Linked DNA regions of Arachis hypogaea: region 1 is linked to region 2. Evidence: chromatin contacts called from public Hi-C data. All regions are on one chromosome and are shown on one strand. Each heading gives the region's core, a stretch centred on a gene start, on an enhancer-like site or on the middle of the called end of the contact. The rest is flanking DNA. Distances are from core to core; before and after follow the strand shown.

What was found. Hi-C and Micro-C count contacts between places; a contact is called where the count stands out from the background.
Region 1: a contact with region 2 is called in a Hi-C map of leaf, with 2.8 times the contacts expected there. The contact joins the promoter of LOC112703471 here to the promoter of LOC112703470 in region 2. A contact is called at or near these places in 5 of 8 Hi-C or Micro-C datasets (leaf and an unstated tissue).

What each region holds. Positions count from the first base shown.
Region 1 is chr7:74,992,202-74,997,752 of arahy.Tifrunner.gnm2.J5K5, forward strand. It overlaps LOC112703471 (ubiquitin carboxyl-terminal hydrolase 15), which reads right to left and starts at 1,614. Exons shown (of 14, transcript XM_025754933.3): 1 at 1,462-1,614; 2 at 117-508. The coding sequence starts at 442.
Region 2 is chr7:74,779,412-74,784,383 of arahy.Tifrunner.gnm2.J5K5, forward strand. LOC112703470 (gibberellin 2-beta-dioxygenase 1) reads right to left here and starts at 1,282. Exons shown (of 3, transcript XM_025754932.3): 1 at 759-1,282; 2 at 172-541. The coding sequence starts at 1,147. It overlaps LOC140174249 (a long non-coding RNA gene), which reads right to left. Exons shown (of 4, transcript XR_011863520.1): 4 at 4,961-4,972.

The sequences.
Region 1 (5,551 bases), core at 364-2,863, 210 kb after region 2:
CAGTGTGTAATATTAATCTAGTTTGAAGACATTTATCCTTACAAACAGATTCAAAGATGCTTCAACAAACATTTAATTAAAAACGTAAAACAAATGCAATTAGTTAAAAGAATTACCAATATCTAACAGCCTTGCATCTGGAGCAGCGAGTCTTGGATGGGGCCGAGCACCGGGCACATTGCTGATGTTCACTCTTCTTTGATAGAGGATGAAGTTCACTCTTAGAAGCAATCTTAGAAGAAGGCACCAGAGGAATCAAATCAGGGACGGCCATTTCCTCTGCTCTCAAAGCTTCTTCGGCAGCCAACTGGGCGAGCAAGCTTATCCTATCTCTCTTCTTAGTAGTCTCGCTCCATTTTCCAAGTAAGATATAAGCCACCAAAGGAAATACAACCAGGACCAGAAACAGGAGAGGAATATCAGATTCACGCGGTTCGAGCATATCCCCACCAGCATACTCATGTCCAGTTTCCACCCAAACACTAATCAGTGTATGATCATTGATCACCTATAAGTCAAAGTAAATAGCATCTATCAAACCATTCAAACCTTTCAAGTTTCTTTCTGCTATTAAAAATTATATTTAGAATTCTTAAGTTAATTATATTAGTTTATTCAGTTTAGAACAAATAAACAGTGAAAAAAAGTTGGAACTGTTAAGCTGAACTCCTTCTTTGAGTAATAAGCTATTCAACTACCTTGTATATAACCCCATACAATCATGGCTTGTTCATTATTTCATAGCACAGAAGCAAGTAACACATAAAAGTTTGTCAGAAAAGGAAAACCAGTGCTCTTCATGTTACAATGCAGTGCCATCATGATTTGACAGAATTCTAAATTTACTGAAAGAAGAAAATAAAAAGTATAAACAAATCTTTCATATTTGACAAATGACAAGAAATTTGACCGAAGTCTACATAGCCATGTTATGTTTTTAGCAACCAGTTTTCAATAAAACAAGGAACATAAAACTGCTCTAATTAAATACGATTTCACCAACACACACCTCAAAAGATGTCAACAGTGGTAGACCAATCATTGCACAGAAACAAGGCAAAGGCCACATAATAAAGAAAAATAAACAGCACCAAACCTCTTCCATTGTGCCCACAACTCTAATTTTATATTCAACTAACACCCATTTAAGGAAAAATACCCAAAATTTCACAATTCGGAAGAGAGAATGTGACAAAGCACTCCACCTAAAAAGATGCTTTCACCAAAAGAAACCACCGAACCACCCTCCAAAAAAATAATTAATTAAATCATTTTTTCTTCAAACAATAGAAAATTTTCAACTCTCCAGCTCCACATAACAACCCAAAAGAAAAAAAGAAAAGAAAAATCTTGACAAAACCCAGAAAAGATATAGTAGCATGTACCAATCTCAGATTCAAAGTACAATGGAAGCTGAAGAAAGAAACAATGCAATGCAAGTAAGAAGCTTTGAAGCATTACCTTCAACAAAGGGGAAGAAATCTGAGCAAAACCCACCAACACTTCACCTCTCTATTCTTCTCTTCTTCTTCAACAGATTCGTTGATTCCCTCTCTTTCACTTCAGAACTTGTGTAACCCCATAATACCCCTTTTCTTTAACGTTTGCGAGGGTAATGTTACGCTGTGGCCGCACTGTGAAATATTTCAATAAAGTTGGGACACGTGGCGAAATATAAACTGTTGGATTAGATTTAGGGTTTTGGGACGTCAGATGTGGGGGTCCCGGAATTGTGCTTGTGTTAGTGGGACCCACTTAGATGATGTTCCCAATGATTCTCCAAGGGTGCCACGTGTACGGGGATGCATTAATAAGAGCATAATTGTTGGTCAGAGTGGGAATTTTGAACGGTGGGGAAGAAGAAATTATTATAATAATAAACTTTTTGATCTGAGGCATGTGATGTGAGAGAGCCATGACAGTCCTTTTGCTCCGAATATTACAATGTCAGTGGTAAGAAAATTGGAAACTGGAAAAAATAAAATAGAATACTAAATTAATTTAAATTAAAAAATAAATCACATAAGACCAGAGAATCAATAATTTTTGCATCATTAATAAAAGCGTTCGGTAGAATGTTGGATTCAAGTATAAGCTGAAAATTTTTTTATTTTTAATTTTTTTATATAAAATTATTTTTAAAATTTAACATAATTTTAAAATCAATTTTTAGATTAAATATCTTTTTTATTATAATATCTCTTTTTTTTATCACAACATCTTTTTTTCTTTTTTTTATTAATGATTTGTATGTTCTTTTTCTTTTTTTTTAATTTAATAATTTTTTGTTAGGAATAATTTAGTCTAGAATTTAAGATTTAAATCAAAATAATAATTTTAAAATTATGTTAAACATTAAGAATCATTTTATATGAATAAAATATTTAAAACGAAAAAGAAAAATTTTAATCTATACTTTAAAAATCAAAATCGTATTTAACCCTTAATAAAATTTTAAATAATGATAAGTTTGTTCAATTTTTGTTTCTGTTTGAATTAGTTTATTTACTTTAAGACATGAGGTCCCTTAATATTACTCACTTGTGTTAGTTAAATATAAATATATTAAATAACCTTGTTTTATTTTATTTTTTATGAATAAGATTATGAATTTAAAATAAGTTTGTAATTTCATAATTCATATATATCATTGCATAAAATGTTTAAAATTTCTCATTTCATATTATTTTGTACTGATTTTTCATTTCAAATATATTATATCTTATTTTATCATATCAATTATTTTATATGTATATAAAAAATTAGTCATTAATTTAATTATTCATATAATATATATATATATATATTAAAATATAAAATAAATTAAATAATACATATATTTATATATAAATATATAATAATTATTTTAGTAATTATTTTTTATCTACACATAAAATCTTTTAGATTTTATTTATATCATTTAACTAATTACAAAACATAACCCTGTTAAAATTTGATATAGTCTCATTATAGTAACGAGGACACAAGTCAACCCACTACATTATGCAAAATCCATCCTTCAAAAAAGAAATTTCTTTCTTTCTAAGATAGTATTCGTGTGTGCCATGTAGATGTAATTAAACAATTATACAGTAATTGATAGAAATGTGTATGAAAGCAGTTTAGATTAGAGATCTAAAAGTTTAGACCGTGATAACAAGTTTTGCTTTTACAAAAAAAAAAAAAAAAATATTACTATTATTGAATATTTCTCTACAGTATAATTAACCTCAGGCACGCTAGAATTTATTAGGGTTTTTTACTTAAATAAATTGTTTGGGATTCAAAATTACCTGATTCTCCTGAAACAAATTCTGTAACTTGATTACCCTTTTTGTATTATTATATAAATCGCCCTAGGGTGCAAAGGGTTATATAAAACATGAATCATGTCACCCTAGGACGATTAATGCATGAATTTGTGAGGCAAATTAAGAGTAAATCGTGGCAGGGCTTCTTGGGTTAGAAGTAGAGTATAAATCGTCTCAGGGTAGTAGGTTTTACGTGTTCATAGGCTAAACCAAACTGGGCTGCCACGATTTATGTGTTATTGGGACCCTCCTCAGCCTGGGACGATTTATGTGTTACTTTGTAACACTCACAGGACTGGGACGATTTATGCCCAAGTTATAACCCTAAGGAGTCAAGCACGAGTCACATTTGCAGTTGCTGCGGCGGAAAGGGTGAGAGGAGGTTTGGGAGCCACCATTGTTCACCGGAGAGGAAGTTTGGGGAGAGAAGTGTTTCGGGTGTGGGACCAGCCGGTGGCGGAGGTGCAACTGGTGGTGGGCAGAGGCGTCTGAGTGGCACAGAGGGTGGTGGCAGTGGGCCGCCAGTGGCCGGCTGGTGGAGTTGGAAATCTGTCCGGCGGTGATAATGGCCGCTAACCAAGGAGATATGTACCGCCTAAACGGCATTGCGCATGTTGCCGGATTTATAGATCAAGAGGTAAGTTTTTGAATTTTATAATGTTGTTGAGTCAATGCCATGGGTATGTTAAGTACATTGATATGTTGGATGATATAGTATGTTGGATGATATTGTATAGGGTGAATATGCATCTTAGAATATTTTTTTATTATGACGTTGGCGGATACCATGTTTAGTGATTTAGTTAGTTTTTAGTCTAGTATAAGACGTTAGAAATCAGTGTTCTTAATAGATTATGGAATTCGCTCATGACTGGGTGATGGTTCTGATGGCAGAATCATTAAAAAATTTGTTGTTGTTACTATTGATAGCAGAACAGGACTAGATCGGACCGGATCGGGCATGGACCGGACCGGACCAAACCTGACCGAACCGAATTGAACCGAACCGGTTGGGTGTGGTCAAACCCGGAGTAAAATGGTTTAAACTAATATCACTCGGTAAGTCCGGTTCGATCGAACCGCTTGAGTTTAAAAAATTTTTTAAAATGTTGAAGTTGGATTATTAGTGAAAATATGTATTTTAATTTTTATTTTTAAAAATTTTTATATAATTTATTTTTTAAATAATATAGGACCGGGTCAATCGGTTCAACCGATGAAGTATCGGTTCAACCATTAACCCGGTGACTTGATCGGTTCGGTTCTGCATTTTTTGGTTATTACATTATATTGGTAATGTCGAATTGAACATGAAATGTTATTATGAACATATCCATTTTGATGCCATCTGTGAGTTGGATATTTGTCTTGGACTAAGTTATTTTCTATGTCTGTCTGTATAAGGACCCGAATTAATGATGTGCTTATGTATGCGTATTTTCAGCTAACCCGATGCGTTAGGAGCGTGCATCGGCAACAGAAGATGATACTGCATGATCTTATACTCCCGTACTTAGATCGTGCCAACCTATTACATGTTGCTCGGTTGAATGATTATTGGTTCAAGCTTGATGAGCCGCTGATCAGTGCTTTTGTGGAGCGATGGCGTCTCGAGACGCATACATTCCACATGCCATTTGGGGAGTGTACCATAACACTGCAAGATGTGGCATACCAGTTTGGCCTTCCTATTGACGGTCATGCAGTGAGTGGGTGCCTCAGCGACTTCGAGTAGTTGATGGACGGTGGCAAGCCTGCATGGATGGGGTTTGGAGAGTTATTTGGTGAACTCCCACCGGATGACTGCATCGATGACTTCACAGTTTCTTTTTCTTGGTTCCAGAACAAGTTCAGAGTATTAACCACTCATGCGTCAGAGGAGACGGTACAGATCTACGCACGGGGTTACATTATGATGTTGTTGTCCACTGCGCTGTTCACGGATAAGTCTGGTGCCAGGGTACACTTACGGTGGCTCCCGTATGTTGCAGACCTCGATGGACTCGGCAAGTATAGCTGGGCTTCGGCCACTTTGTCTTTGTTGTACAGGTGTCTCTGTAGGGTTGCAAATCGGAATGTAAAGAACCTCGCTGGACCGTTGTCACTACTACAGTCTTGGATTTTCTGGCGTTTCCCGGCATTCAGGCCTAGAGGGTTTGATGCTATTCTCTGGCCGCTTGCTGTGAGGTATATCATTTTGATGCATAATCATTTTCATGCACATGTTTGTATGATATTTT
Region 2 (4,972 bases), core at 32-2,531:
GCTCACACACATTCAAAAAAGCAAAAAGGAGAAGTTTATCTACATGCAGAAAAACTACTATTTCCACTTGTTATTATCCATTGACAACAATAAAATTAAAAATTTTAAAACAAAAAAGGTTAGAAATCCAAAAAACAAAACACTTATATTTGTCATTTCTCTTTTATGTACCTGAAGTGAATCACCAACATTGACAAAGAAGGAACTGTGATCAGGAGGAACAGGAATCCAGTTTCCATCACCAACATCAATCTGAAGGCCAGAGGTGTTATTGGATCTCAGAAGAGAAATTATTTGTGGGTCAGTGTGCTCTCCAAAACCAACCATGTTAGTGGTGTTGTTCTTGTTCTTGTTCTCATCACCACCACCTCCGCCATTGGAAGCAGGGTAGTGGTTCACCCTGAAAGCAGAGTCACTCTGCTCATCCATCACAAGCTTGCTCAGCACGTTTCGTTCCTCAATCTTCAGCCCTTCCGCCATTAACTCAAGAACCTCGCACGCCATCTTCCTCATCGCTTGCATGTACTCGTTCAAAGCACACCTACACACACACAATAATAAATTAAACTTCGCTAAGTTTACACCCTTTATAATAAATACGGTTTTAACATTAATGTTTTTTATAACTAAACACGATTTTTTTATTTTATTAATTAAAAAATAATTTAAATAATAATTATCTAAAACTTTGATTCTAGTGTTATCCCTTTAGCTTACGGGACCATGCCAAAATACATGGTAAGATTCACGTATATTACCTGAATTGCTCTGAGTTTTGATCAGAAGGTAGTGTGAGAGTGTTGGAGTGTTGTGAATTGGTTTTAAGGAGAAGGTACTCGATCCAACCGACGTCGCCGTTGTAACCGAGGCGCTTGTTGCCGTACCCGAAGGGGTTGGCAAGGCCGACCTTCTCCTTGTCGCTCAGCGGCAAGGAGAAGAATTTGGTAGCCTCCTCTTCGAGGAGGGAAATGGCGTCCACAGGGACGCCGTGGTTTATGACTTTGAAAAACCCGAAGTCTTCACAGGCCTTCACTATGAGGGCCTGTGCATCGGGTTTTGAAAGGTCCACTATGGGAATAGTCACCACCGGCGGTGAGAATGTGGCTGCTCTGTTATTGCTACAGTTTCTCATGTACGAGTATTGCATTTTTCTTTGTTTGTCTGTTATTGGTGATTGAGAAGATTTGTGTATGGAAGAGGAAGAAGAAGAAGAAGAGAGATATTTGAAGAGGGTGAAAGAGTTGATAAGGCTTTTTGAGAAGAGGGGTTTGCTTGAAGAAAAAACGGCTAAGCTTGTTTCCTATTTATACAAGAAGCAAAGCTTTGGTAGGGACAGAGCAGGAATAGAAACAGTGACAAGAATATATTTTTATTTCAAAATATGTTTATCTTCATAACATAAATTTACAAGCTAAAATATCAGATGAATTTTTTATCTCACATTGGTTAATTAAGTAAGGAAATAGTTTTTACTGTCTATGTAATGAGAAATACTCCTTATTCTTTAAGCTAGTTTTTTCACTTTTACAGTATTTTTATAGTCTCCGTTTAATTTTATTACATATACAAAATGATAGTACATTAAAATTTGTGAGATTATATGTTATAATTAGTAGTTTAAAACTAAATATAAATTTATTATTCTAATATTCAATTTCAATTTTATTGAATTATATAAAATGATAAATTTTAATTAATTTCTATTAAAAATAAATCGTCTAATATGTTGGGATAAGTCTCATTTTATCAAATATTTTCAATAGAAAATGAAATTTGAAAATAATTACTTCCTATACTTAGCAGACTTAAAGTTCTAGAAGCTCTATTGAAATTGTTGTTAATGTACATTTATTTTTGTTTATAATTATAAAAAATAAAAGACAAATAGGTTGATATATGAAAAATGACTAAACTAAAATATTCATAATTTTTTGTAAATATAGAGTGGTCATTATTATTTTATACTATTTTTTACAACCGACCTTTTTCTTTAAATAATGGACATCACAATCCTGCCGAAAAAAGTAGTCCAGTCATCACCTACCTGAGCATTATATTTACTAGGATTTCTCCCACTAAAATATACAAGACAACTTTATCACATTGAAAAAAGTAAGTAGTTGCATCGATGAGATTCCTTTAAGGTTTTCTTCATTGTATCTGATATATATGTTTTCCCTTGTTTCTATTTTGGTGAAACATTAAGCCTTTTATTAGTTTAATTAATTATTCCTTTACTCTATGCTCACATTTGTAGATAGTGCACGCAGCTCATTTTGCACCGCTGAGAGTGCCATCTACCTTTTCTTCCTTCTGGTAACTTTGCTAATGATAATAACTAACAGCAATGTTAAAAAAAAAAACGTTTATAATATTTCATCTACCTTACTTGTTAATTAAAAATTTTAATATATTATAAATTATTATAACAATAAATTTTATTCATAATTAAATATATTTGTTCTTAAATAAATTTAAAAAATTTAATCTTTATATAATCACAGTTAGAAAAAATTATATCAATATCTAATCATGTATTGTTATATTATTAAAAATAATTAATTTTAAATGAACTATTTAAAAGGTCATTTAAACTTATAAATTAATAGAATTACAATGTTTTGTATTTACAAATTTTAAAATTAAACTCATATATTTAAATACAATTATTTAAATTATGAATATATTAAAATTTTAAATAACAAAGAAAAATCGATAAATTAGAAGATAAGCTTCCATGTCATGCATGCACCTATATCGTCACGTTTTTGGTGCAGTTGCGTGTTTAATTTAGTGTAAACAGAGCAACAAGCATTGAAACATTTTAGTTCGGGTAAAATGATGAAGGGACACTTTGAATTTTTTAAAATTAATATTCAAACTGCCATCATGAAGTCATTATTACGTTTCTCCTCATCCAAGTCCAGACTTTATTAGTTTCTCAAGTACATTTAATTTGTTTCAACTTTTCCATTTTTCTTTCTTCAATTCATGCTCATATTGAATTAATCAATGTTGTAAGTTTGTACAGATAATATATATTAAATGAGTCATTTTATATGACTAATAAAATTTATTAATTTTTATTAATATTTGATTAATTTTAAATTTTAAATATGAAATTTTAAATTTAAAAAATAAATATTAAATTTTAATAATATAAAAATAAAATAAAATTTTAATAGTATAAAATTAAAATAATGACCTAAAATATTAACTAATATTAATAAAAAATTAATCTTTTAATAATTTTATATTAAATATTTATAAATTTAGAAATTATTTTTAATATGAAAATGAAGATAGTGTTTTGGTTGAATATTGATATTTGAAGTGTATTGCTGTATTGTAGATGTGCAGAAAATGCTGAGATAATACGCAAAGGGAGCGTGTTGCTGTAATATCCTAATATTCAAATACTTATTCTCAAGTCATAAGTTAATGAAATAAGGTGGTACAATTCTCGAGGTGCATTATAATATATATATATATATATATATATATATATATATATATATATATATATATATATATTGAAAGAAAATATTAAACGAAGAGCTTGAAAATGAGTAAAATAAAATCGTGAACAGAGACTTTCACGTATCGATAAAATAGAAGATAAAGCGCATCTTAAAGCGAATGTAAAGAAAAACAATAATGAAGGAAAGATAAGGCCAGATAGGATATAAGTATATAACATAAGTAAATAGCCACTAGTCGTGACTTGCAAAGTTTAGGCCAGTTAGGGTTACAAAGGTAAAAGTAGTTGACAACAGAATTTTCTATCTCTCCCAATGATACATCATCGCATCTATAGGCAAGTTCCAAAATAGTTAATTGCATACATATAAGTTTTTTCAAAATAAAGAATGAGAGATTCTAAGCAAAAGTAATATAGAGTTCAATGATCTTCGCCATCTTTCAGATAAACCACAGTTTACTGTTGAGCACCTGGACCTACATCTGAAAAACAGAGAATATATACAGAATAAAGACCCCCGATCCATGGGTTCCTAGTACGATAAAAATTCTAAATAAGTACAATGCACTATAATAAGAACTCACTAAGCATCTTGATCTTCCTTTTATCAATTATTCACCCTAAGTTTTCATCTTTCCCAACCTTCCAAACTTTCCAACTTCTAATTTATTACAGAACCATGAATAGAACCAGCACCAGCTAGCCGACTCAGTAATTCTATATTAATACATCATATCTTTACCTGACGTAAGTGAAATCACTTCACTGCGTCTACTAAGGGAACTCAATTTATCTCATTCAATATTCATCATTGTTAATTAATCACTTCATCATTTTATTTTCATCAAGGACAGTCCTCAACGTCAACCAACACTAGCATGAGGGACCTTTCAGTTGTACAAGCACAAGCAATACAAACAAGTAATACACAAGTAAGGCAATTAAGGAAAGTAGCATTTAAATATGTAACATATTAAAATAGGCAAACTCATACAATTAAGCAAACCCAAACAAATCAAACATATGCAAATGATGTATGCCTGTCCTATGGCCAATGAGCTCATCTGTCGATTATACAGCCAACCCAACACACCCGATAGCTAACCTAGATATTATCTCTCAACACGAAGGAAATCCTCAACCTTCAAGGGGAGAATCCTCAACCTCCCATTTAGAGAGAGATTGTGATATAATAATAGGGAATCCTCAACCTAACTCATTGACACCACAGCCAGGAATCGAATCGAAGAAAATCTTCAACCTTCTCCATTCAATTCTTCATTGTAGTACGAGAGTGAATCCTCAATCCCGCTTGCCCACCGCAATAAGAGAGGGAATCCCCAACCTCATCTTGTCTGTTACAGCAAGAGAGAGAATACTCTATCTCAGCTTGTTTATTAGTAAATGGGATCCAACTGCCGTCTTCACTATTTCAATTCGAAACTCATTTCAATTCAACACAAGTAAACATACCCGCAATCTAAATTAATA